Regions from separate parts of the Mus musculus genome. Here all the other regions are linked to region 1. A link is a contact called in public Hi-C data. All regions are on one chromosome and are shown on one strand. The core of a region is the stretch at or near the end of the contact, and the rest is flanking DNA. Distances in the headings are between cores, read along the strand shown.

Region 1 (5,097 bases), core at 883-3,382:
CAAAGGGTCTGTGTGGTGGGGGCTGATGCGGCTCTGTCATCAGAGACACCCCTCACAGCTTGACAGGAGCACCTTTTAGACCAGCATTCACTCACTCACCGACTAGCGGCTCTCACAGATAACCAGCTACACGTCTGCTAAGGGGCACGCCAAGTGACCACTGTCTCAGTCAGTCTGTAGGTTAGGTCTGGGTGGTCACCACACTGGCGTTCCTTTCACTGCAAAGATTTCCATGATCTCAGAAAAAGCACCAGATAACTGTTGGGAAGGGAACACGTACAAGCAAACCCTTTTATTTAAAGGACTAGTTACAGAAATTGATTTCCTAAAATTAAATTATGAAATTGCAGGAACAAGGCTGCCACCCCTCTGAGGAAGTTGTTAAAGCCACTGGTGTAAATATCTAGGATGAACAGACTCAGCCAAAGCCATTTGGAGGTGGGTAGGAAGGTTTTACTGAAACAGAAAACTCTTTAGCATTTTTACAAAATTTTCACTCCCAAATCTATGTGAAATGCCAGCCACCTTCTGCTCTGTCAACACCTGTAGCCTATTACAGACAGCACCCTTGGGATGGCATGAGTTCACTCAATGATAGTTTATGTCATTGGGTATAAATATTTTATGGAAATTTTCCAATTTAACATTTCCTATCATTAAGAAGTCCCAGAATGAAGACAGAAAGTACACATGGTTTATCTCCCACATATTTCACTTGATTAAAAGTATATGGACTACACTAAATTGCTCTTCTTGTAGCTAATTTTTATTTTTGAGTAATGTTTTAACCTCGATGAAGGACTGCATACTACATTAAATTACTCTTCTTGTTGCTAAAATTCAACTTTGCAGTAATGTTTCACCTCGATGAAGGATTGCATACTGATCCCTTAGGAGAGGGATCGCCTTTGTGGGGAGAAGCTTGTAGGTCCTGCCAGGGACTTAAAGCTGTGCAGATACAAGTGATTAGTAAGCATCGCCCAGACAATGCTAACAACAGCAAGCACCAAGCTAAAAGTATGAAGGGGATGACAGAAATCATCAATCACTGATATTTTAAACGACTCTTTAAAAGAATAAAGGGTTGGAAACAGCCGCTCTGTTTCTTGAGGACAGATCACTAGGGACTCCTGGCTGCAGAGCAGCGGGAACTTTTAACTGGCCGCCGGCATGGGCAGCCACCGACCAAAGTGCTCCAATCTGTCGGCAGCTGGCCGGCAAAACCCAGTGACAACCCCAGCGCCACCTGGGGACCCACCAAGGAGGACCCAGAACAGGACAAAAGTCTGGTATCTAAGTACTGGGGTTAGGAAAACACGATGCGCAGGTTCGGCAGCTGCAGGGAGTGAAGGGGTGGGGGACAGCAGTACCAAAAGCTTGTGTGGCCTGTCACATAAGCACCAGTTTATGTGTTAGGGGACAGTTGAAATCCCAACTCAGGACTCCATTCTCCACTAACTTTGTTCTCTCTCCCCAGGCAGCGCACCCCGCTGAGGTAGGAGGTTGTCCCGGTCTCCGGCCGGCTGGCCCCTGGGAAGAAGGAAAAGGATGGAAAGATGCGCTCGCGGGCCACCGTGGCGCCGTAGGGATGCCGTGGTGGTACCTACCATGGTATTCCTGTCCCGGTACGTAGTAGGTGGGGTTGCCCGCAATGTGCAGGGAAATGAGCACCTCGCCCTGCTCCCCATCCCCTTCCAGCTCCCCGTGGTGGGTGCACAGGAAAAAGAAAGGCGAGAAGCGCGGGTAGTAGCCGGTGGCCGCGCGCGCCCTCAGCGTCGCCAGCAGCAGCAGCACGGCCAGGACGAGAGCCCGCGGCGCCCAGCAGCCGCGCTCCATGCCGCCGCGCTCCGTGCCGCCGCGCGCCCCGCGCGCTCTCTCATCCACTTTCGGAGGCACCGGCACGGAGGAGCCGCGTGCGGGGAAGGCGAGCCGGCGGCGGGCTCGAGCCGAGCGGGTCCGGGCAACCGAGCCCGCGGGGGGAAGTTAGCGGGAGACCGAGGCTCCCGAAGTTACTTTGGGCCGCCGGAGCGAGAGCGCGGGGGGAACCGGGGCCGCGGGCGCCGAGAGCGCGTCGTCCGCCTCCGAGCGCCGCCGCCGCCGGTGTGCACGCGACGCCCCTCGGCCGGGCTTGGGAAAGTGCCCGCCCCCTCCGCACCTTCTTAAAGCCCCGGGCGCCGCCCCCTCCCCCGCCGCCGCCACACGTGTCCCAGCCGCGCCCCCGCCCCCGCGCCCGTCCCCGCCCCCTCGGGCTTGCCCGCACCTCGGGCTGTGCCCGGAGCACACGCGCGCCTCCCGCCCACGGCCCGCTCCGCCCGGAAGGGCAGGGCTGCTCGGCCGCTGCGCGAACGAGAGCGGCCAGAGACCGACGGGCTGCCCCGGGGAACCGGAGCCCCGGGCTCACGGCTGCCCGTTCTGCGAGGACGCGCGGGGAAGCCGAGGGCGGCGGGGACCGCGCTGTTCTTTGTCTACGCCGGCTGCAACCCTCGCCCCTCGGGGCCCGCCGCCCCCCAGTCCCCACGGCCAGCGCTTGTCCTGGGGACCCTCCCGTCAGTGGCCCCAACCGCGACGGTGCCCCGCGCGCGCGAGCCCTTTCCAGTCAGGCCTCGCGGCCCCGTCGCTGCCCCGGCCCGGGTCTTCAGTGGCAGCCAGGCTGAAAGGGAGATTGGGTGACGGTGCGATTGCCACCTGGAGTGGTGCGGGGCCAGATCGTCGGGCTTCTCGGCCGTGGGGATTGTGGTGAGGGGACCCGACAGGCGAGCTTCGCCGGACTCTGTATTTACGCGTTGCTAGGGGATTCCTCGGACGGAGATGGGGGTAGTAAATTTTAGGTCCGAGTTTATTACTTCTACATGTCATGCATGACCACTGTCACTGGGGTGGGGGAGGGGAAGGCATGCAGAGGAGTGGCTGGCAGCAGCAATGAAACCGGCGTTAATGAGCTATCTCACGCAGGACTGCGGGCAAGTGAAACCATCCAGAAGCACGTTTTTTAACCGAGCACCGCTGGCAGGAGCCCCGAGGCACCCAGAGACGGGAGAACAGAGCTGCCAGGTTTTAATGCATTTCTCCAGGCTCAGCACCAAGCCAAAATAAGCCTTGCTTGTAAAGAAACCAGGAAACTGTAATGTCAGAAATGGTAGTCTTTGCCTGAGTTTGGGAGAAGGGCGTCAGAAGGCAAGATCCAAAGGGAGACCTCTGTGGTAATTTCATTGCAAAAGATTTTTTTTTTTCTGCCACATTCACAGTTTCAGCAGATAGGAAGGACCTAACTGCCTGTTGGTCTCCATTACTTCCAATCCTCCCAAAGTTCAACAGCACACATATTCATACACGCGACTAATATTACACTAGAGCAAAGTGCCATGCAGGCTGCACAGGCTTGTAGATCATTAGCCTAATGTAATCCTAACACCACCACCGGAAGAAGCAAAACTTCCCCCATTTCACAGGGGAGAAATCAGAATAGCTTGCCCCAAGTAAGACGAAGGCTGACTCTAAAGATGCCTGGCCTGCCACTGTCTACAGCCCGAGCTCGAGCTCGGGAGGAAACCAGCACGACCGGACCACCTACTTTGGGCAGGCCCAGGAGACACCTGCCTCCTCCTCCAGCCTAGATTAGCTTCGGTTTAGCTGCAGCAGCCATTATGATAAAGCTTGGCCAGAGCAGCTGTTTACATTCAAATTCAAATTCTTCAGTCACATTAACCACATTTTAAAATAACCCACAGCTACATATGGCTAGCAGGTATTGAATCAATGCAGACTTACAGCACTGTCATATACAGAAGAGAAAAGGCCAATGTGAGGTCTAGCCATTCAGTTACATTTGCCAACTACCTCCTATACACCAAATGGCTGGATGCCATGCTCTGAGCTGTAGCCGACATGTGCTGGACCACATGGAACTCAGAATCTAGTGCTGGGAGAGGGTAAATTCAAACAGTAGGAGAAAATTACTTCCAATGGAGGTAAATGTTAGGCAAAAGCAAAACAGAAATATATGATTTACAGGGCAAAGAGCGTGCCCTCCACCGAGACGTCAGGAAAAGCTTCCCTGACAGAGTGCAGGGAGAGCTGGGACTTTTCAGTGTAGAAGACCCTGTGAACATGTGGGCATGTGGGAAGAACACTGCGGCCAGGAAACCAGAGTCCAAAGGCCCTGAAGCAGCACTGTGCTTGAACATGCAAGGCTCAGGAAAGGCAGCGGAAAAACAGGAAGGATGCTGGGGGCTGAAGCAACAGATTCGGAACACCTGGTGATGGGGAAACTCGGGCCAGAGATGATGTGAGGAAAATGCCAAAAGTTAGGTTTGTGGCTTCTCGCCAGCTTTTAAATACATACATATACAATAAAGTATTTAATTTATAGCACAGTTTCTAGCTCATTCTTTAGTTCACCACATGCTAATTGAACAACTATGGTATGCAAAACCCTTTGTTAAGCTCAGGGAAAAAGCAGTTCCTGCCCTGTGGATGTTCCCTTTCAGTGGGAGAGACAGATATCTATTACTATGATCAATTATAGTTACAAAATTGATACATAGTCTTGGAAAAAAGAGGGCAGCATTGGCTTAAGTGAGGAAGGCGCTGACTCTAACAATCTACAAGAAGCTGACTTAATAAAGAAGAAGGTATCTCTGGTGGGGGTGAGGAGGGAGGGCAAAGCATCTCTGTGCAAGAAAGAACTTGGCAGAAAGGAGATGAGAGCTCTTGACACTGGTGCAGATGGAGGAGCTACCAGTGCAAGCAGTGCCAATTGCTGTGGGATTTGTCTCTCAGTGAAGAGTGTGGTCTTTATCCTGAAGATAAGGGTGGGGCAGGGAAGACATGGTAAGCCAGTGCCCATTGTGGTCATTGCATGCACCTAAAAGAGCAATCCCATTATACAGCAGTGAAAGTAGATGCCAGGGATAGGTGAGACTGCAACCAGTTAATGCAGGAGTTAATGATTCACAAAGATGAGGGGAAAGAAACTGAGAAGCACCGGGGTCCACACCTATGGGCCTGGGTAACAGCTTGGGTGATGGGGTTGGAGATGGAAATAAAGGGGACAGATGTGTTTAGGACCACTGACTATGCTCAAGCTTTGCTCTTTTG
Region 2 (5,097 bases), core at 1,125-3,624, 250 kb before region 1:
TCCAGAAGCTGTCAGGTTCTCTGGCGCACCCTCTCACCTGTTCAGACTAATTTCCTAAGTTCGGCGGGTCTCGGACCAAGATGGCGACCGCTGCTGCTGTGGCTTAGGCCGCCTCCCCAGCCGGGCGGGCACCTGTCCTCCGGTCCGGAAGGTGGCCGGCTGTCCCCGGCCCACACAGGGTGCTGCCTCAGCCCCTCTGTGCTTCTGCCTGTTCCAGAAGCTGTCAGGTTCTCTGGCGCACCCTCTCACCTGTTCAGACTAATTTCCTAAGTTCAGCGGGTCTCGGACCAAGATCTTAATGTGTCTTCAAAAAGTTTTTGTGAGAGACAGAATGGTATCATTTTGATGAAGTTTTCAAATCTCTTTTGTTTTCTTCTAACCAATTCACAGAGTAGGTAACCAATCAGTTCTCAGTAGGTAACAATACTCAACACCAGAACTCAGTTCAAACAGAGGAGAAAGCTCTGTATGTCAGCTTCTAGTCTTGGCCTTGGAATAATCCTGCCAGCTTTAAATAGTAAACTCATCTCTACTCTCTCAAACGAGCCAATGTCCTTATGGTTATGCCAAGTGGTGAATTCCTAAGTTACCTGAGACAATAACATACTGAGCACCCTTCCTTCTAAGAAGTTGGTCATATACAGGCTTGTGTATATGAGTCCTGGGTAGGGAACCAGGCTAGTGTTGTGTCCTTATTTGACGATCTTGAAATTGATTACAAGGGGAGTTTGAGCCACTGAAAAGCAATGTTTTGAAGTCAACCTGGGTTCCTAGAAACTCTCCAAACTAAGAACTGAAGCCTAGATGACTCCATGGGAGACAATTCCTGAGCTTATTATGTGTTTCTTTCTACATCTCTGCAGAGAATCCTGGGTCTGCTTGCTTAAGGGCTGTGTGAACTTCTCCCTCCAACCTGACTCAATTAATGAAGGATCAAGGAAGTCAAGGCTGGAAGAACATACTAGTGGGAACCATAAACAACCAAGGTGATAAAGAAAGAAAGCTCCAGTCTGTACGCATCCTCATGGGTTCTGGAGGTTGGGGTTGGAAGGCACACTTCCTCTACCTGACGGCCAAGGGCTGACACAAGCCACTGTGTCTCTGAAGACCTCAGCTTTGCACAATGAATAAAGAATGGAGTCAATAATACCTGCTCTCTTGATAGTTTGTGAGAAGTTCAGTGATTCAAAGCAGTTCTTTTAAAATTTCCAAATATCAATAATATCTCTGAACATGTGCTCTTAAAAGACATGCACTAATGTATTTCAGTCTTAGCAGTAACTGGTAGGGAAATAGAATAAATACAGTTTTTGTTTCTCACTATAATGGTTATTAAAATTCCTCAGATTGAATTAAAACCTTTAGAAAATTGTACAAGAATAGGCCTTACAATAAAATATAATAAAAAAAATACTGCAAACCTTCACACATTATTATAGCAGATAAAATCATCAATTAGTTTAAAAGCCCTCCACATTTTGGACAATTACCAAATATTCTCCTAACAGATATAAACTCAAGGATAGGGGATGACAAATGTCATTTTTCTTAACAGAAGAACTTGCATTAAATGACACCAAAATCCAGTATGCTAAAAACTCAAGTGCAGCATTTACTGAAACTATGAAGAGTTTCAGAAAATTGTTCTCAATTTTAATACCCAGCTGTTTTTGTTCAACAGCAATTCAAACTCACTTCACTTGTAGGAATTAACAATTAAAAACCTAAACAATTTCAATAAACAAACATAAGGTAGCTGAACATGTATTTGGGCTACACAAGGCATAAAGTCTATGGCTAGTTCTATTTTTCTGATTTAGACCTTCCAATGTGCCATCAATTATTGCTTTAATTACTTGTTTCATTAGTTTGGCATTGGTAAGCCACAAATACTTAAGTACAACAGATCTCTAACTTTGATATCCCCATGTCTTTAATGTGTTTTTTTTCCAGTCAATAAAACAGTATTTCTCCATTTGCTGTTAAATGGATTTCCTTTATTTGACAAGCAGAACACAGTGTAACTAAAGGACAAAAAATTGCCGTTCAGAAAAACATCAACAGGAAACATCAGTGCAAATTCCTCAATATAACATGTCCTTGGCCACAATTCAGGTTAGCATTTTCTAAGCTTGCTCCCTCTACTGTGCGGGAAAGGTTAATGACTTCACCTCTGTACTTGTAAAAAGTACTTAAATCACCTCCACTGTTGTTTAATTAGGCCTTCAGAAAGAACACCAGAGCAACTCTTAATATTATCTCTCTAGGGCCGGACTACCCTGATGATTCTTTTAGGGGCTACAGCCTTACAACTCACTTCTTGACAATGCCCTCTTTGCTGAGAGGGGTCCGCTGGGCGTCGGGGCAACGCCAGCTTGTAGAGGGCCAGTGGCAGATGGAAAGAAATCTGCCTGGTGCGTTGTTCCCTCCACATGAGCAGAGAGCCATCCATTTCCTCCATTAAGAAGTTGTCACTCAGCCCACCCAGCTGGAAGACCATTTTTGATAGCCAAGCTGGCTGGTGGCAGACAATTCAGATACAAAGTGTGCTTTAAAAGGAAGCTAAAACATCATTTGTAGGAAAATTGAAAATGCATGGCTTCCACCACAGCCAATTTTTTAATGACTGTAATATTTTAAGTGATTATTTTTGCCACTTCAGATTGCTCCTTAGAGAGGAGAAGATTTTTAATTAAAATCTAGGCAATGCAAACAGATGAGATATGAGGAACAGAGGAAAGAGAAATAAGATGAATAAAATTAATTAAAATGGCATTGTTGGCAGAGCCGTAAATTAGCCACTGTCTGGCTGGGAATAAAATATACTGGCATATGAACTTGCGTATGAAAGTAAGAGGTGCTGTGTGGTGGGAGCTGACGGGCTGGCCTGCACATTGTGTTTCCAAAGCCTTTTGTTACATAGATGCTATAACTTTATCACATATTTTCTTCCTTTGGGTTCAGTGTTTTTTTAAAGATTCAGACTTCATCCCCCCAAATAGAAAGAATTCCTAATAAGAAGAAAACAATTATTTTTTCTCATGAGACAAAATAAATTTCTATTATTTTTCCACACATTTGATTTCTAGGTAATTGAATGCCAGTTACAAACCTGCAAATTTGGCTGTGAATAGAGTCCAGGTGCAGGAGAGCATTTCCTTTACTCAACACAATAGAGTCAACCCTGGCGTGTGGATTTTAGGGAGCTTAAAGAGTGGGGTTTTTTTCTCATTATTTTCTGGGATCATTAAACATTCACAGTTGAACCACACTGCACTAGGATTTACAAAGGTTCAACTTTTGGTATACTTTGTGACAAGTGTATAATTACTTCGCAATACTATCAGCTCTGAAATGGAAATAGTGACAGATTGGAACTGGAGTAACCAGAGGAGGGATAACCATGTGAAATTCCACCGACAGTTGTTAGCCTCCTCTTTGGTGATCTTGATTTTCACAGTGTTAGGTTTTCGTACTTGTCTTCTCAAATTAAGGACAGGATGCCAGGCACAACGCAGGAGGCTACAGCATAGCATGGCATGGAAAAGCCAAGATCATAATAAAACAGGATTGGCTTCACAACTTCAAGCCTTTTGAGATGTTGGAGCTCCTGCTTCCTCATCTTCGAAATGGGGGTAATTATAAGGAATAGATGAGAGACCATAGGGAATATATTTAAAGATAGCAATATTAGGAATCCACACATACGACTCTTTCCTTCATTTTTGTTCCATTTCTTTAATTATTTAATCCTGCTACCACACAAGTTATTTTGTTAGGAGTTGTGACTCATACAAAGATGATGGAGAAGTTACCATACAGGGGAAAGATAAAATTTCCTTATTGAATACTGTGTTAGCCTAATCAGCAATTAGAATTGTCAGTTTCAATCCCAAACAAAACAAGACAAACACAAAAGGAACACGAGGCTCTGGGGATTTGTCTGAATGCTTATCTTCTGTCGAATTTATCAAAATTAGGTGTTTCTATGTTATTGCCACTGTTGTTCCAGTGACCTGGCTCATGTCCACATTTCACTGATGCTATTCCATATTAATTACTATACAAATAAACCTCACTGGGGGGAGATTGTGAAACACACACTACCACATTTAACCCCTCATCCCCAAAGCACTCTTGTTAGCTTAGCAAATTATAGTCTGGCCCATTTTGTAATGTATACCCACCTCTTGGGGGAACACAATAATAAGAGCAGCACAGTCCGGAGTGAAGCGTACCCCAAAGCAGAGGGAATCTGGGTAGACAGCATGCAATTAAGCAAGCTGGAATCCAGCCAGGAAATCATAGTTATCATTCAGACTCCTAATGGAAGGAGGCATGGGAACATGGCTGGCCACAGGTCTTACTGCGCTCAGGTTTATCCTCATTAGGAACCCAGAACACAAGTCCCACAAGTCCCGCGCTAAACAGTTTGTATTACAGCAACCTGCAAAGCATATATATATTTTCTTTGCCAAGCAAACCTGATTGCTTTCTAATTGTGCTTGTAAGCAAAATTGTGAAGGGAGCCATTGAGCCATTTTCCCAGGGTACTGAATGGAATGCTACACAGAAGACAAGCCAGGCATGGTATCAGGAAAGTCTTGCTTCCAGGGGGTTTTATTTCCAAAAGACAGGTTTGAAAATGATCTGGCGCCTCCTTGATTTCTCCTTTCACCATTGTCAAAAAGTCATTTTCTCCTCATTAGCCTCAACTTCCATTAAGATTTAAAAATTTTCATCCAAATTCATTTATATGTTTTTTAATTTGGACACGACTTTTCTTCTCCACTCACGATTCAGCTATTTGTGAGAATTAGCAACATTTAGGGGTGATGTCAGACACTGAGAAAGAAGCTACAGTTCTGATGTGGGTGGAGACTTGCCTTCTGTCCAGTAGAATAATAGATTTGCTAAATTCACTACAATAAGAAAACTAACAGACTCTCTTGTTCTGATGTAATGATTCCTCTTAATGGCCTGTTGACTTACCTAACTGAGGGCTACTGCCTTCACTGGGGCCTTTTGTTGTTTGTTAACTACGAGAACTGTGGTCATTGCCTTATAATCAAAGGTGAATGTAGTAGATGAGAGAAG
Region 3 (5,097 bases), core at 1,009-3,508, 220 kb before region 1:
ATGTTATTTTACCAGATCTCAGATCATGAGTTAAAATAAGTGGTAAGGAATGGATGCAGAGAAGATGATTCTTGGCTGAGTCCGTGCTCTGTCTGTCTGTCCCCCAGTAGGCATGCTCTTAGCTGCATGTTTAATGGCGTTACACACACTTGAACGCAGGGCTGCTCCTGTATTTCATGAAAGGCAGGCTTGGTCTCTCCGTGCCGTGCCTGCATGAAAAACTCACATCTTATGCCCTGCTTAAGTTCAGGGGCTGAGGCCAAAGAGGCAGGGCTTTGATTCTCGGGTAAAAAGCTGGGCAGGGAAGAATGCTTACTCCATCAGATAATGTTTTGTGGCAGCCCAGGCAGGAAATGTCCTGGGGCTTCTAGGTTCCAAATGCCATAAATGGGAATCATAGCTGAAAGGATGCCACAGATAATCACTTTAATTAAGAACTGTTCCGTTCTGTACAAAGGAAAGTCCTGGATTTATTCTTGGACCTGTTAAGAACAAATGAATTCAATTTTGATAAAATAGGACAACCAAAGTTAACAGCTTTGATAATTATTTTATTAATAGAAATTGTTAGAGAAATGAATGTGTCTACATTATTTGGTCAGCACTGAATTATCAATGAATAATTATTTAAGCATGAAAACATAGGATTTAATGTCTGCATTGCTATTGTGCTCACTAAACATACTCCTGGGTGAAAGCTTGATATGTTTATAGTTTACAGTATAATTTATAATTGAGGAGACATAATATTATAAAAAGAACTATTATACATGGGAAGATTAATTTTAAGAATTTACTCAAACTGATATTAAGGGTTAGAGTAGACAAAATAGAATATTCAAATTAATGACCCCTCAGAAGTATTCTGTAGGTATTAAAACCATGTTTTTTTGTTTTTGTTTTTAAATTTTTTTTAACCATATTTTAAGAGCAAGTGGTTCATTTTCTGTTTGGTATCTGTTTATTCTTAAAATGAAGACACCATGGAGCAATGACTTCTGCTTGGGGTTGAGTCTGTCAGGGAGCAGGATCTGTGCTCATTGCACAGAAATGTGATGGTGTCTGACCTATTCATATCTCATTCCCCTTCCTGGTTAGAACCTCGCTAGGGGACCTCTTCCAGCTTACAGCAGATGGACAGTGACCACAGGGTAGGAAATGAACAGCTGTTCTCCCCTTTGGTGCCTGTCTCTCTTTCAGCCCTATCCCTATTTTCTTCATTGTAACCACCCCACCTCTCATAGGAAGAGGCACATTGATTCATTTGCAATTTGTATATGTCACAAATGCTGTGACCTCCCCCAAGCCTTTCCAAGTAGCAACTTTTTCCCAATTCCCCTCCATGGGGGAAAAGAGATTTTTGCCAGAGACTGTGATAAGGAAACTCATGGACAAGAAATGCAAAATACATCAGGTTTGCAAATTTCTTCTTTTCCCTGGACCAGTATAATCAATGCCTCAGTGCTCAAGTGCCTGCCCCCAAAGTACCAATCTTTACTCTGGGGGGATCAGATATGTGCCTTGCCTTGAATATCATCAGCCTTTTTTTTTTTTTTTTTTTGGCTTTGATCTTGGTCTCAGCTCTCTGAATGGCCTGCAAGGTAAAAGCCTTTTAAGGGTGGTGCTGGCACTAAGCTCTGGTGCCACTCTTGCTTCTGTCAGTCTCCCTCCCTGGACCTCCCTCTCTCCTGGATGCTCTGCTAGGATGCATTTTTAGTTTCTTCTGCTCTGAGTCATGTAAACATCGTTGCTGTGCACCATCCAACTTGCTTTGTTTTCACAAAGAAACTCCTCTTGCCCAAAGTATTTGGTAATCATTTAAGGGGTAGCATTTAATCTTCTGATACATATATTTGATTTGATAATTTAAAAAAAAATCTGGGGCACATCATAAATTTTGTTTTTCTCAAGTGATTACGGGTACAGTACACCGTTATAGAAAACTTCCCAAAGAGCTTCTCTGTGATAGAAGGGTTGTCTATCAAGTCCCTTGGTTAATCAACAGGGGACGGGAGATCGCTGGTTCCCATTAAGATCTGAACTGTCCCTTCATTTCCCTCAGCCTATTCCACTGGCACAGCCAGCAGAATGGGTGGGATCCTATGTATGATGGACGCACCACTCAGTCACATTCCTCAGCTATGAGTTAAGCTCAATCTAGTTCCCGGGCATCTAGTTCCCATTTACACAGAGAGATGGACACTGCCAGTCCCTGGTGATCATCTAAGCAACAAAGAGTGCTGGCGAGACACTGTCAGTACTGATGACCAACCTCCCACTCTATGAGGAAACCCCCTGGTAAACACTAGCAGGGCATGGTAAACACTAGCAGGGCGTGGTAAACAATAGCAGGGCGTGGTAAACAATAGCAGGGCGTGGCTAGGAATGAACTGCTGAGGTCTATTATGTAAGGACCATCAGATCAATGACAAAGTGAATTCTTCAGGAGAAAAGACATAATCTTTACTTGAATTTAGATGACGTTCATCTTTCTGTACTTATTTAATTTAAACTCATCTTTTATGCTATATCTGCCATACGAAAGCACAGGCCACTCCTGTGATGAAAGAGCAGGCTTTCCAGGGCCAAAATCAGCTCCACACAGTTATTCATTAAATTAAGGTACTACAGAAGTATTCTATATGTACATATTTAGATTTGTATGTGTTAACATATATCCTTAGAGGTATAAAAATCAAGTCATAAAATTATTTTTAATGTATATTATACCTGAGAATTTTATAATAAAAACATGTATTGAACTTCAACTTCAGAAAGCATAAGCAGTAAATTAATTCTGCTATTACACATTCCCCAAATTCCAACTTTTATTTACATTTGTTTTGAGCTCAGCTTCCGAGAGATTTTATTGGGACACAGATCACCGTGCTCCAGACAAGGTTTTCCTATTTGGTAATCACCTCTCCAAGGTCTTACTTCACACGGAGAGCAGAGCCGGCAAAGCACAGACTCTAATTTAAGCTACAGTACATAACTTCAGTAAGTTCGTGCGGGAAAGGAGCAGTAATTCACACAGAGGCACCCAAGACTCAGCTCCTCCCTCTCAATTCCCTGCTCTAAAAGAACCGAGGAAATCTACCTACTGAATCAGGTCCTGCGTAATTAAGATGTTTATGAATTGGGCTCAGGGGGGAAATGAACAGCTTCCCTGCGCCATACAAACTGTAATCTCTCACACACGTGGCATTTTATTTCTTTATTTAATAAAAATATGAAGCCACATTTCTCTTCTTTTTTTCATAGCTTTCTGTTGAGCTAGGAGCACCTCAAAGGTTGGATTGTTCTGGTTGCTAGTTTTCAAAGTATGGCCATAGAAAGTAGGCAGCTCTTGTTTATGTCAAAGGTACTTTGCTATGTGTTGTACAGAAAGCAACTCAGGCCTGAGTTCTTCCACATACTAGTATCTAAATATAAAGCATTTATGATCTGATGATATTCCCCATGTTTTGACACTATTAAATCAAACCAAAAGCAATACAAACACAGACTCACATTCCTCTAACATAAAACACACTCACACACTCACAACCTCCCAATATAACAGCACATATATACAACTCCCCAATATAAAACACAATGGCCTCCAGACACACAACCATCCAATACAAAAAACAAAAACAAGATCCCCAGACATTTATCATCAATAAAGTCAAATTTAAAAAGGTAAGTAATTTAATGAATTTCCAACAAACCACAGATTCTAAATGAGTTCAATAACTCCATCCTGTTGAGCACATGAGTATATTTCTGCCTACTCCTAACCCTAACCCTGACCCAGTAGATGCCATTTTTATTGGTAATTCCTAGTTTTCTTCTAGATCATCTCCATTCATTGACATCCTCAGATCGTCTCTCTGAAAACCACTTGTGTCGTGAAAGTCTGCATCACACCAGCTTAACACATATCTTGATGCCACTGGACTCATTACCTGTCACTCTGGCAGGAAATCTCTATTTGTGTATCCCTGGCTTTGGAGCTAAGAACGACACAATACTAAGTCAGATCTACTCAAGCTATACCATCTGTTTCTGTTTGTCTGCTTTTGTGTGTGTGTGTGTGTGTGTGTGTGTGTGTGTGTGTGTGTTTATGCACATGTAGATGAATGTGCACATGGAGGACTGAAGTTCATGCTGGTGTCCTCTTTGCTTGCTTTCCACTGTATTTATGGAGGCATGGGAGGCATGATCTCTTCCTGAATGCAGAGTATGCCAGTTCCTGCTGGTCTAGGTGGCCTAGCCAGCTAACCATGGGGAATGATCTCTTATCTCTGCCTTCTGAGTGCTGGGATTGTAAGTGGCTGCCTGTTCTGCGTTTTAAATGAGAGTTCTGATGTAAGGACCAAATCACAAAGGGTTTACCCACTGAGCCACCACCTCCACAGCCCACACTATGTTACCTTCAATCTTCATTTGGTGAGTGATTTCCATTCATCTAAAGAAAGAGCTGGGTTTCATGTGTTTTGCAAATTGTATCTTGTATCTTGGGTATTCTATGTTTCTGGGCTAATATCCACTTATCAGTGAGCACATATCATGTGAGTTCCTTTGTGATTGGGTTACCTCACTCAGGATGTTGTCCTCCAGGTCCATCCATTTGCTTAGGAATTTCATAAATTCATTCTTTTTAATAGCTGAGTAGTACTCCATTGGGTAAATGTACCACATTTTCTGTATCTATTCCTCTGTTGAGGGGCATCTGGGTTCTTTCCAGCTTCTGGCTATTATAGGTAAGGCTGCTATGAACATAGTGGAGCATGTGTCCTTCTTACCAGTTGGAACATCTTCTGGATATATGCCCAGGAGAGGTATTGCGGGATCCTCCGGTAGTACTACGTCCAATTTTCTGAGGAACCGCCAGACTGATTTCCAGAGTGGTTGTACAAGCTTGCAATCCCACTAGCAATGGAGGAGTGTTCCTCTTTCTCCACATCCTTGCCAGCATCTGCTGTCACCTGAATTTTTGATCTTAGCCATTCTGGCTGGTAGGAGGTGGAATTTCAGGGTTGTTTTGATTTGCATTTCCCTGATAATTAAGGATGCTGAACATTTTTTCAGCTGCTTCTCAGCCATTTGGTA
Region 4 (5,097 bases), core at 1,035-3,534, 180 kb before region 1:
ATCCATCCTTGGCCGTGCCTTGTGAGCACCACTAGTCCTGTGTAAGTCCTACTACATCAGTATCACATTGGGCACTTGGGTAAGCCTCTAAAGAGTAAGAATTTTCCATGTTTCCAGTGGATGTTGACAATGGTGATCATTTTTGTTGAAGTATATATAATTCATGTGAATTTTCAAGGTTTAATTTTTTTAATCATAAATATTTGTGGGGCTAGATATGGAGGCATAAGACTGTAATCACAATAGTTGTGTGATGGATGCAGGAGGATCAGGCAATTTTGAGGATAGCCCAGGCTATGTAGCGAGTACTAACTTTATGTGAGGCAGAATATATTATGACTCCATCAGTCTCTAGATTGTCTAATAGTAACTCTTGTGGAGGACGAGTCTCCTCCACTTCCTTCCAAGTTTTTGGCCCACTCTAAATTTGCTTATTGAATTTGATCACCATAAGCAGCACTTCACCACCATTTCTGTCTTTAAAATCTTAGTGACATGTTAGGCGGTCTCTCGGAGAGGCACATGCCAATCCCTTTGCTCTTCCTTGTTTTTGACTCCAGTATCACCTCCTCTGTGAGACCTGCCTGATCTGGTGCCATGCCTTTCCCCTGCCTCCCACACTGCTGAGCTCTGTTTATTGACGTACCACGTGACCTATGCTAGCAAAGAAGCTGTCACCCACAGTGAGGCAGCACTCTGTAATCCTTGGAGAGGACTGTTAGGTGACTTCTGAATGAGCACGAGCACCTTCCACTTTAAAGCAACTGTGAGTATACAGCCCCCGTCCTCCACCCACACCCACCCCACACCCCACACAGCAGTAGCTCCAGCATGAAGAGGACACCTTTGCCCCCTGTTTGTACCATGACTGTCAGAAGAACCCATCTGTAGATTGTTTATTGCTACTTCTAGAACCTCAGAATTTAAGATGAATTTAAAAATACCGATGTGTGACCTAATGCTATTCACTAATCAAAATGAAAATCTGTGAACGATTTTCAGAATTTCAGTTTTATTTATGTATTTAAATAGTACATATTTATCTATTTGTGAGTATGGTGAGGCTCTGTGTGTGTGTGTGTACACATGCATTTGAACATGTGAACATGTGAGTGTGCATGCACATGTGTATACATGGGTATACTGGCCAGAAGTCAATGTCAGCAGTCTTTGAAGATAAGATCTCTCACTGAACTTGAAGCTCAGTGATTCAAATAGGCTGGAGGGCCAAGTAGCTCTCGGGATTCCCATTCTCTGTCCTGGGCCACCCTGGCGCTGTAGGTGAAATGCATGCCACATCTGTTACCTGAGTCCTGGAGATCTGAACTTAGGTCTGCTCGCTTGCATGGCAGGCACACTTCTGACTAAGCCATCTCCCAGTCCTAACTCACAGAGTTTTAATACATTTTACAATCAACATCAGTATGGGGTTCACGGTTTTGTGCCAGCCAGGCTGCCCCACTGTGCCCCATGGGAAATATTGGAAGGGAAAAGGAGAGGCAGTGAGTTGTCAACAGTAAATCCTTCAAGTTGATTCTTCATCATTTATTAAGTGCATGCTTTAACTCAAGCTTATTATGTGTTAAAGAAAAACAAATTAAGGCTTGATTCCTCTTTCCAAAAGCTCCCAGGTGGGGGAATGAGCATTCGACAGATAATTAGGATAGGACAGAGACAGATCCTATCAGGAGTCAGGAGAGTCCTCATATGAGGGAGACGTGGGCACTCTGCGTTTATCTTCCACTCTTGAGAAATAATTTAGTTCACCACCTCAGCAAAGGTCCCCTCCCTCTTCAAAAGGTAAAATGCACAGTTGTAATTTGGGGATAGGAAGAATTTGTGTTATTTGTGCCACTCAACTTAATTTCATTGTAAAATTAAAAAAACAAAACAAAACAAAACAAAACAACAACAACAACAACAACAACAACAACAACAAAACAACAACAACAACAACAACAACAAACCAGGCAAGCTTAAGAAGAAAAGAATTATTCACACCCTCGCCACCCTGCACAGCTCGCACCCTGCACAGCTCGCACCCACTGTCTCACATCAGTGGACCTTGCTTGCTGGAGTCTTCCCACTCTGACTGCTGAGTACAGCTTCTGCCAGCTTCCGTAAGAGGAGGTCACACCAGCACAGTTCCAACCAGAACCCCTGATTTCAAAGGACTTGTGAAGCCTGAAACCTGAAAGTGAATGACTGCTCCCAAGCTTTCTCTCCTCCTTCTCAGGAGAGGCAGGGGCAGTCCCTGACATAAGCAGCTGGTGGAGCCCGGCAGCTGGCCCCTGGGTTCTCTTGTGGAACATAAACAATCAGCTTCAGACAAGGCCACTCGGTGCAGACAATGGATGGAGCTAGAAACACCACAACTTTATTACTGCCAAGCCAAAATGTCTTGCTTTCTTGCATGTGAATCAGAAAGCCCGAGTCAGCCAGAACAAGAGACACAAAAGGTTGATCTGAGCAAGGAAGAGGGGATATTTTAGGTGCAAGTAGCACTGGGCTTATGGAATGAGGCACACTCAGGGGTTTCATGGTGTGGCTGAAAGGAGGCAGCATGAGGTGGGAACACATAGTGAATGGCTGTGAGCCTGGGCAGAAGCCCGGAAACTGCTGGGACTGATTTGCAGGCCAGTCTTCTGAGGAAGGGGACCAAGGCTGCTGACCCACTGTCTTCTCTCATCGCTCATGTGTTCTGACAGTTATTTTTCAACATGTTTAGCCGAAATATAATCTTAAAATGATCTTGTTCCTATGCTCCACAAAACAAACCTTGTTTTGAGTTGCTTAATTTAATTTAAGACCAACATACTAAAATACACGATAAATAAAAGGCCCAGTGCTATGATACACAGGGAAGGCTACTTTTTTCTTTCATAAAATATATTAGGTACTTTTCATGTAATACACAGAAAATCATTACAAGAAAAATTATGTTATTTTATTTGAGGAAATAATGTTTTAATTAAAAGTAGAAAGATTCAAAGTAAACCCTTGGTTTGTAGCACCAGTTAGTTCCCTGACTGCAGGAAGCTGACATCTCCTTGGGCCGCCTGCCTTATCTTGTTTGCACCAATGGGACTTTTGTGGATCTTCTTGTGCCAACGAAAAGCTTGTTGTTCTTTTCATCCTAACAACATGGTACCTGCCAAATGTAAATTGTGTGCATGTGATCCCCTCACTACCAGGTCCACCTGGGGTACTGTCAGGGAGAGGTGAGCTACAAGCCTCAACAGATAGAAGGAAATTGAAATAACCCCTTGTATGTTATCAGACTACCATGGATGAAAGATGGACTTCAACAACAACAAAAACAACAGAACATCTGCAAACTCATAGAAACTGAACAACTCTTCACTCAATGGCCACTGCTTCAGGGAAAAAATAAAGGAACTAAAGAGTTTCTAGAATTCATTGAAAATGAAGGCACAACAAATCCAACTTATGGGTCACAATGAAAGCAGTGCTAAGAGGAAAAGTTCATAGCACTAGGGGCCTCCATAAAGAAATTGGAACAATCTCATACTAGCAATTTAAAAGCACACCTGAAATCTCTAAAACAAAAAGAAGCCAGCACACACAAGAGAAGTAGAGGACAGAAAATAATCAAACTAAAAGCTGAAATCAATAATTAGAAACAATGAGAACAATATAAAGAATCAACGAAACCAATAGCTAGTTCTTTGAGAAAATCAACCAGATAAACAAACCCTTAGCCAAACCAACTAAAAGGCAGAGATCTAAATTAACAAAATCAGAAATGAAAAGGGGGACATAAAACAGACACCAAGGAAACCCAAAGAATCACTAGGTTTTACTTCAAAAGCCTTTACTCCACAAAATGAAATGGATCTAAATGAAATGGATGATTTTCTTGATAAATTCCACTTACTAAAGTTAGGTAAAGACCTGGCAAACTCTTTAAATAATCCTATAACCCCTAAGGAAATAGAAATAATCATTAAGTCTCCCAAACAAACAAAACAGGCCACGGCGATATGGTTTTAGCACATAATTCTCCCTTATCTTCAAAGAAGAGCTAATGTTATATTAGTCCTCAAACTATCCCACAAAATAGAAACAGAAGGAGCATTGCCAAACTCATCCTAAAAGGCCATGGCCACCCTGATACCTAAACAACACGAAGACTGAGCAAATAAAGAGAACTTTAGACCGATATCTCTTATGAACATTGATACAAAATACTCAATAAAGTACTCAAACTGAATTTAGAAACACATTAAAAACCTCCTCCACCACAATCGAGTAGAGTTCATCCCAGGGATGTAGGAATGGTTAGGAAATCCATCAATGTAATCCATATAAAAACAAACAGAGGGAAAACCCATAGGACTGTCTCCTTAGATGCTGTAAGAAAACCTTTGACAAAATTCAACATCCCTTCATGATAAAGTCTTGGAGAGATGGAGGATACAAGGTCTATACATAAACATAGTAAAGGCAATATACAGCAAGCTGATAACCAACATCAAATTAAATTGAGAAACTCGAAGCATTTCCACTAAATTGGGGATGAGATGAGGCTGTCCACCCTCTCCCTGTCTCTTCAATGTAGTACATGAAGCAATAAGACAAACAAAGGAGATCAAGTGATTAAGATTGGAAAGGAAGAAGTCAAGGTATCACTATTTAAAGTATATGATAGTATACATAAGTGACTCCCAAAGTTCTACCGGAGAACTCCTTCAGTTGATAACTCCTTCTGCAAAGTGGCTGGATACAAAAGTAACTTAAAAAAATCAGTGGTCTTCCTTTATACAAATGATAAACAGGATATGAAAGAAATTAGAAAACAATACCCTTCATGATATAAAATATCTTGGCGTAACTCTAACCAAGCAACTGAAAAATCTGTACAACAAGAACTTCAAGTCTCTGAAGAAAACAATTGAAGACCTCAGGAGATGGAAAGATCTCCCATGCTCATGAATAGTAGGTTTATCATAGTAAAAATGGCCATTTTACCAAAAGCAATCTAAAGATTTAATGTAATTCCCATAAAAAATTTCAACACAATTCTTTACAGACCTTGGAAGAGCAATTCTCAATTTGATATAAAAAACAAACAAA
Region 5 (5,097 bases), core at 1,607-4,106, 140 kb after region 1:
ATTGCTACATTCCTTTAACAGAACAATAGTATTTGGTTTTCCCCTACACCCATGGCCTATCTGTTTTACACAAGCAGTGTCAGGCAATGTGTTCCATCTCATGGTCAATTAAATGCAGTCAGAGTGGTCACTCCCATAAGCTTTGTGACACTATTGTACCAGTGTATACTGAAGGCAGGACACCACTGTAGACAAAAGGTTTGTAGCTGGGTTAGTGTTTACATTTTTCCTCTGGTAGCATGCAAGATACCCTCTAATACCATGAATACTAGTCAGTAGAGAGAAGGGCCTTAGGTAGACAACAGCTATACTTCTCTGTTTGGAAGTTCAGGAATACAGCCTTACCATCAGCTTGTGGAAATAACCAATGGTGCTGGCAATAGCCTAGTTGTTTAGAGGTTTCCATGAGGTCTCTTTGGTCAACAACTTGGTTAGTTGTAGCCCCTTCCTAGTACTGGAGGTTTCATTTGGTGTCGAGAGATATCTAGTTGGGGCTTTCTCTCAACTACTATTTGGTGACTAATTCTGATATAGAATGTATATTTTATTCTATTTAGCAACATCCCTAGCCTCTCTGCTCCCTACAAGCGATCCAACTAGACAAACTATCTAGAGAAAATGCTAAATATTTCCTGGCAGGCAAATCTGCCCCACTTGTGGGGGGGGGGGAACTGCTTTAGATAGCAGTTAATTATGTTAACCAACTCCATGAACTAACTATATTCTCCAGTCAGCTTTGCATTACTAGAACTAAATACCTTGAATGGACCAATGAAAAGAAAACAGGCTTATTGTAGCTTACTTTGAGAGTCTGGGCTCAGAGTTCAAGCCATTAGCCTAACTGTTTGGGGAATTTGTGGCTGAGCATCATACTACAGAAGGGCATTTGTGCTGAAGGAAGCTGCTCATTCATGACAACCAAGATGCAAAGACAGAGAAGGCAGCACAGTCCCAGCGTCACCTTCAAGGCCACACTTCCAGTGACCTAACTTCTTCCCACTCTGCTGGAGGTTACAGGTCCCACTACCTTGCAATAGTGCTCCAGGCTGGTGACTAAGCTTTTAATGAAAGCTGTGACACTTATCCCAAGCACAGCAATGAAAAACTAAGAGGTGCAAAAAGGTTAAATAATGTGGTTAGGGCCACAAAGAACAGTGATTTGGCTGTTCTCCCCGACCCCCACTCACAGTTGCCTGACTCCATGTCTTCGGAGCAAGTCCTACCTGCTGCCTTATGGAGACTTGGTCCTTCTATGACTTTCAGGTTTATTGCAGTGTGGCTTGGTATGCCACTGGCCTTTCCAGAGTTGTTGAAAAAGAATGCCCTCATTTATGAAGGCTGGTCATGGGTTGAAATGACAAGGAAGGAAGAGAGGAGGGTGGCCTTTAGCTGTGTGGTCTGGCTCTTGGTAAATTAAGAAATGTGTAAAGTGGAAGATTTACATAAGAAAACCTAAAAGCCCACAGTCACCATTCCCACCTCCACTTCTTTCAGATCAAGGTAGAGTACAAAGTATAAGCTGCCCCCTTAACAGAGATAGCTGCCTTACCAGCTAGCATGATTCTCAGTGTTAGATTTCTTCCTCTAATTGGAGAAATATGTCTTCTAAAGAGAAGATTTAATTTGCAGATGACCCTTGTTAAAATGCTAATATGTATATTAAGCTCTATTAGTCTTCATTTAAATAAATTGATCATATTACTGAGTCATTTAGCAAAGCTATTAGAAAGTAAATTACAAAACAGCAAACTTCTGAAGGCCCACATAGGGCAGGGAAAATGTAATTAGAGTATTGTTGAGGGAAGCTATTTCCAGGGCTAGTAATATGGTGTGATATGGTTCAGGACAGAAAATGTGCTATACAGGAGGCAGGTAACCAGCTGCCCTGAGGAGCAATGGTGTGGACACTAGAAACTCTGCCCCCTTCTCTTCCTATCTTCAGTTTCTCAGCTGCCAATTTCTGGTGTCAGTTTCTACCTCACACTTCAGCCTGAACCATGACTCAGCACCTGTGTAGCAAAACAGTAGGAGCCAAAATCTCATATCCCAGGAGGCACTGCTCCCAACGGCAACCTACAGGCCTGTCTCCTCTCCACAGAGCTCTGCATGTGGAAACCCAAGTGTGATTCTGTCCTGTGCTCAGCTCTTCCTGGGCACTGTCTTCACCAAACATGCTGTGAAGGGCAGGAAGAAACATGCTCACTGGCTGTGGTGCTGGCCTCCTGACTGTAAAGTTCCCATTTTACTCAGGAGACAAAACACAATTTTATTCCTCTTTGTATTCCTTACCTCAAATTAAGAGACAGAAATTAACTTGTTATTTTTGAAGAAGAAAGGGTCAGAAAATCACCACATGAAAAGACTTCGTACCTAGGAATGCTGACTGTGAGAATTTTTCTTCATAAAATGGAATGAAAGAGTAAAATATCTCCAAAATTTAAACTAAATTATAATTAAACTCTTTAAACCCATTCAGTTTTCAAGTATTCAGTGGTAACAGGAAACTATTTAGAAAATATGAACAAGTAAGGTGGTCAGAACCAAAGAACACAGCTAATGTAAGAGGAAGAATTTTATTGTGGCGCTCTCAAAATTCATCAACTCAAAAGAAAAATGGAAGGAAGGAACACAATACGTTGGTGAACTGGGAGTGACCAGTACTGTCAGGTTAGCAAGCAGAGTTAGACATGAAGCTGCTGTGTGCACAATGAACAAGCTGCCAGGTTTTGAGAAAACTAGGTAAGAAGATAAACATACACAGCACATACTTTAGCAACTATGATCTTTTAAAATAGTGGCCTTAGGAAATCTGCTTTGGCAAGAGCCAGCAGAGACTCCTGTGGAGAGGAAGTGAAAAGGCTGGGCAAATAAACAAGGGCTGCTGGCACGTTCAAAGCGCAGGGGATAGTTCATAGAGCAAAACACAGTCCTAAGTAAATGGGTTTCAGGCAATTTCAGTGTTAAGATAACATCATTAAGAGTAGAACAGATTGTGCTCAAACCCTGCTGTTTATAATTAACACGTTGCTTCCAAATACTCCTGGGCCCCTGGTAAACCGTCTTCTGCTCACAGCTACCCAGACCAATCAGAGGGTTTTCATCGGATTCCATGCTGGGCCAGCACCTGTTTGGACAAATCCAATCCAGCCAAAGAACTCCTTTCCCCGGCCAGCTGAGTATTTGGATGAACACAGCTTGGCTTAGTCATTGTCACAGTGTCCATATGGCTTTGAGGCTTGTTTTCACAAGAAATCATACAAGTATTTTATTATGTCAAAGTTCACCATCCTAGAAACAAAAACAGATAGCATGTTAGCCTCCCGTCTCGACTGCTCAGCTCTGAATGACTGCAAAGCAAACTACAACTGGACAATGCTGTCAGATGCACTAGAACTCATTTTGTTTTAAATGTAACTTACAAACACAACTTTTAAACCGTTTTGAGCCATTCATAAAGTACTTAAGACAAACACAAAGTCAGAGCCTCTCAACACTTTGTGTGTGAACTATACGGTACAAAGTTTAGACTTTATTTGAAAACTACTTGCTTTCTGCCTAATAATCAGGATGAAGTAATTAGAGATGCAGAAGTATTTAAATCTTGTTTGCTTCAGAACATTGTTTATCTTCCCAAACACCTGTTTTATCACCACATCATGCACAGCTCATCTGTCCTCATTTGTAGCTTTCATTATCTTCAGTCTTTTAGCAGCGGCTGACCTGTATGCGCATTTCAACTAAATCTGTATGATCCAAGAATATGGTACAACAGACGATGTAGATGTATATTTTTATACTCTGATGGCAGGCATTATAAAATAACAGAGGAAGAGACATATAATTATTTTCCTTTCTCCAAACTCATTCTTCACTATAAATATTCAGACTTGGAGGTTTATTATTTGAATAAATGTTCAAAATAATTAGATATAATGATCTAGCAATAAGTATAAAATTAAAGCCCTAAGTATTCAGTTCTGCAAGAATAATCATCCGCTTGAGAACAGCCTTTTCAAGTCACTAATTGCACATTCTTACTTATTAAACGATCATTAGTATTCTTTTTGTCTATCATTTTGTTATATACTTTCTAAAAAAGTTTCTACACAAATGACTGACAAGCCAAATATTTTTTAAATATATGGCTAGGGAATTATAAAGATTTTGAAACACATTTAAAAATAGCTCCATTTGTGAGATGCTCTGGCTACCGAGATACCCAACAGTGAAGAATACATTTACTATAACAAGTGCCTCCCTGAGAAATACGGAACCTTTCTAAGCAGCAAAACAGTGATCATTTCAATTAAGTCCTCTCAGGCACAAGGCTATAATGTGGCTATAATGTCACAACATGGTCCTTTCACTTACCTCTCAAACCTACTGCCAGTGAAGTCCCTATAGTAATGATCTTAAAATACCTTACAGTTAGTAACCTGACTTATGAATTGTCTTGAGGGAAACCAGAAATAGCAGGCTAGACTTTCTCATCCATGAGGAAGTGGAAAGGTGTATTTGTACAACTCTCTGAATACATTCCCCTGATGGCTTTGAATGGTCAACAAAGTAAAATCGATTTAATGCCTTACTTTTGCTTATTTGTTTGTTTTTGGTTTGGTTTTTTTGTTTTGTCCTTAGTGAAAACAAAAAGTCCTGAAGAAGTTAAAAAAAAAAAAAACCAACAAAAAACAACTAACACCAAACATAGGAGAATTTGTATATTCCAAAGCATATTATTCAATGGACTACTGCATGGGAGGCTAAATAATCAGTGTGACGACACATCTACAAGACTAGGAATGCACAGAGAACAGAGTCAAGAACACACAGGGAGGACACAGAGTCACAGTTTTGTGGCAGTAAACATTGAAAAATGTTTGCCCAAACAAATGAAAACAGATTACTTTGTGATAGGACTCTTTGTCTCAGTAAAAATTTGTGTTATTATGGCATAGTTTATACAACAAAATACTAATAGAATAAATGATATGATTTAAACACCTTAAGCAATTAAAAAAATTCATTTATAGACAATTCACTGTATTCTGTGTGTCTACTTTGTCAGTAAGCCATTCCTAAGAAAGCAAATCATACTAT

What was found. A called contact is a pair of places that touch in the nucleus more often than the background predicts.
Region 2: a Hi-C map of cerebellum shows a contact between it and region 1, with 2.6 times the contacts expected there. The contact joins the enhancer-like site here to the promoter of Reln in region 1. A contact is called at or near these places in 10 of 39 promoter capture datasets (3T3-L1-derived adipocytes, the HPC-7 cell line, cranial neural crest and 7 more), 4 of 484 Hi-C or Micro-C datasets (brain, cerebellar granule neurons, cerebellum and 1 more) and 2 of 115 datasets of contacts at active chromatin or transcription factors (SST interneurons and forebrain).
Region 3: a contact with region 1 is called in a Hi-C map of cerebellum, with 2.3 times the contacts expected there. The contact joins the enhancer-like site here to the promoter of Reln in region 1. A contact is called at or near these places in 14 of 39 promoter capture datasets (3T3-L1-derived adipocytes, the HPC-7 cell line, cranial neural crest and 8 more), 2 of 484 Hi-C or Micro-C datasets (cerebellum and nephron progenitors) and 2 of 115 datasets of contacts at active chromatin or transcription factors (forebrain and stem cell-derived neural progenitor cells).
Region 4: a Hi-C map of nephron progenitors shows a contact between it and region 1, with 2.3 times the contacts expected there. The contact joins the enhancer-like site here to the promoter of Reln in region 1. A contact is called at or near these places in 8 of 39 promoter capture datasets (the 3T3-L1 cell line, cranial neural crest, embryonic stem cells and 3 more), 2 of 484 Hi-C or Micro-C datasets (embryonic stem cells and nephron progenitors) and 3 of 115 datasets of contacts at active chromatin or transcription factors (embryonic forebrain, neural progenitor cells and neural tube).
Region 5: a contact with region 1 is called in a Hi-C map of cerebellum, with 3 times the contacts expected there. The contact joins the enhancer-like site here to the promoter of Reln in region 1. A contact is called at or near these places in 6 of 39 promoter capture datasets (cranial neural crest, embryonic stem cells, liver and 1 more), 1 of 15 datasets of contacts at CTCF or cohesin (the G1E-ER4 cell line), 10 of 484 Hi-C or Micro-C datasets (brain, cerebellar granule neurons, cerebellum and 3 more), 2 of 115 datasets of contacts at active chromatin or transcription factors (embryonic forebrain and fetal liver) and 1 of 9 other capture datasets (adipose tissue).

Annotation. Positions count from the first base shown.
Region 1 is chr5:22,342,573-22,347,669 of GRCm38.p6, forward strand. Reln (reelin) reads right to left here and starts at 2,133. Exons shown (of 65, transcript NM_011261.2): 1 at 1,608-2,133. The coding sequence starts at 1,836.
Region 2 is chr5:22,090,922-22,096,018 of GRCm38.p6, forward strand. The region is part of intron 10 of Reln (reelin); the gene reads right to left. Among named protein-coding and RNA genes, the nearest start is that of Slc26a5, 230 kb to the left of the region's middle. Within about 2 kb of position 2,375, at least 14 of the 459 cell types and tissues checked have an H3K27ac peak or open chromatin away from gene starts, as enhancers often do. A contact at or near this core is called in cerebellar granule neurons and cerebellum, where this site is marked.
Region 3 is chr5:22,118,368-22,123,464 of GRCm38.p6, forward strand. The region is part of intron 8 of Reln (reelin); the gene reads right to left. Among named protein-coding and RNA genes, the nearest start is that of Reln, 220 kb to the right of the region's middle. Within about 2 kb of position 2,259, at least 11 of the 459 cell types and tissues checked have an H3K27ac peak or open chromatin away from gene starts, as enhancers often do. A contact at or near this core is called in cerebellum, where this site is marked.
Region 4 is chr5:22,162,192-22,167,288 of GRCm38.p6, forward strand. The region is part of intron 4 of Reln (reelin); the gene reads right to left. Among named protein-coding and RNA genes, the nearest start is that of Reln, 180 kb to the right of the region's middle. Within about 2 kb of position 2,285, at least 22 of the 459 cell types and tissues checked have an H3K27ac peak or open chromatin away from gene starts, as enhancers often do. A contact at or near this core is called in nephron progenitors, neural progenitor cells and neural tube, where this site is marked.
Region 5 is chr5:22,483,930-22,489,026 of GRCm38.p6, forward strand. It overlaps Orc5 (origin recognition complex, subunit 5), which reads right to left. Exons shown (of 14, transcript NM_011959.3): 14 at 2,551-3,288. The coding sequence ends at 3,243. Among named protein-coding and RNA genes, the nearest start is that of Gm22887, 48 kb to the right of the region's middle. Within about 2 kb of position 2,857, at least 30 of the 459 cell types and tissues checked have an H3K27ac peak or open chromatin away from gene starts, as enhancers often do. A contact at or near this core is called in the G1E-ER4 cell line, adipose tissue, cerebellar granule neurons and 2 more, where this site is marked.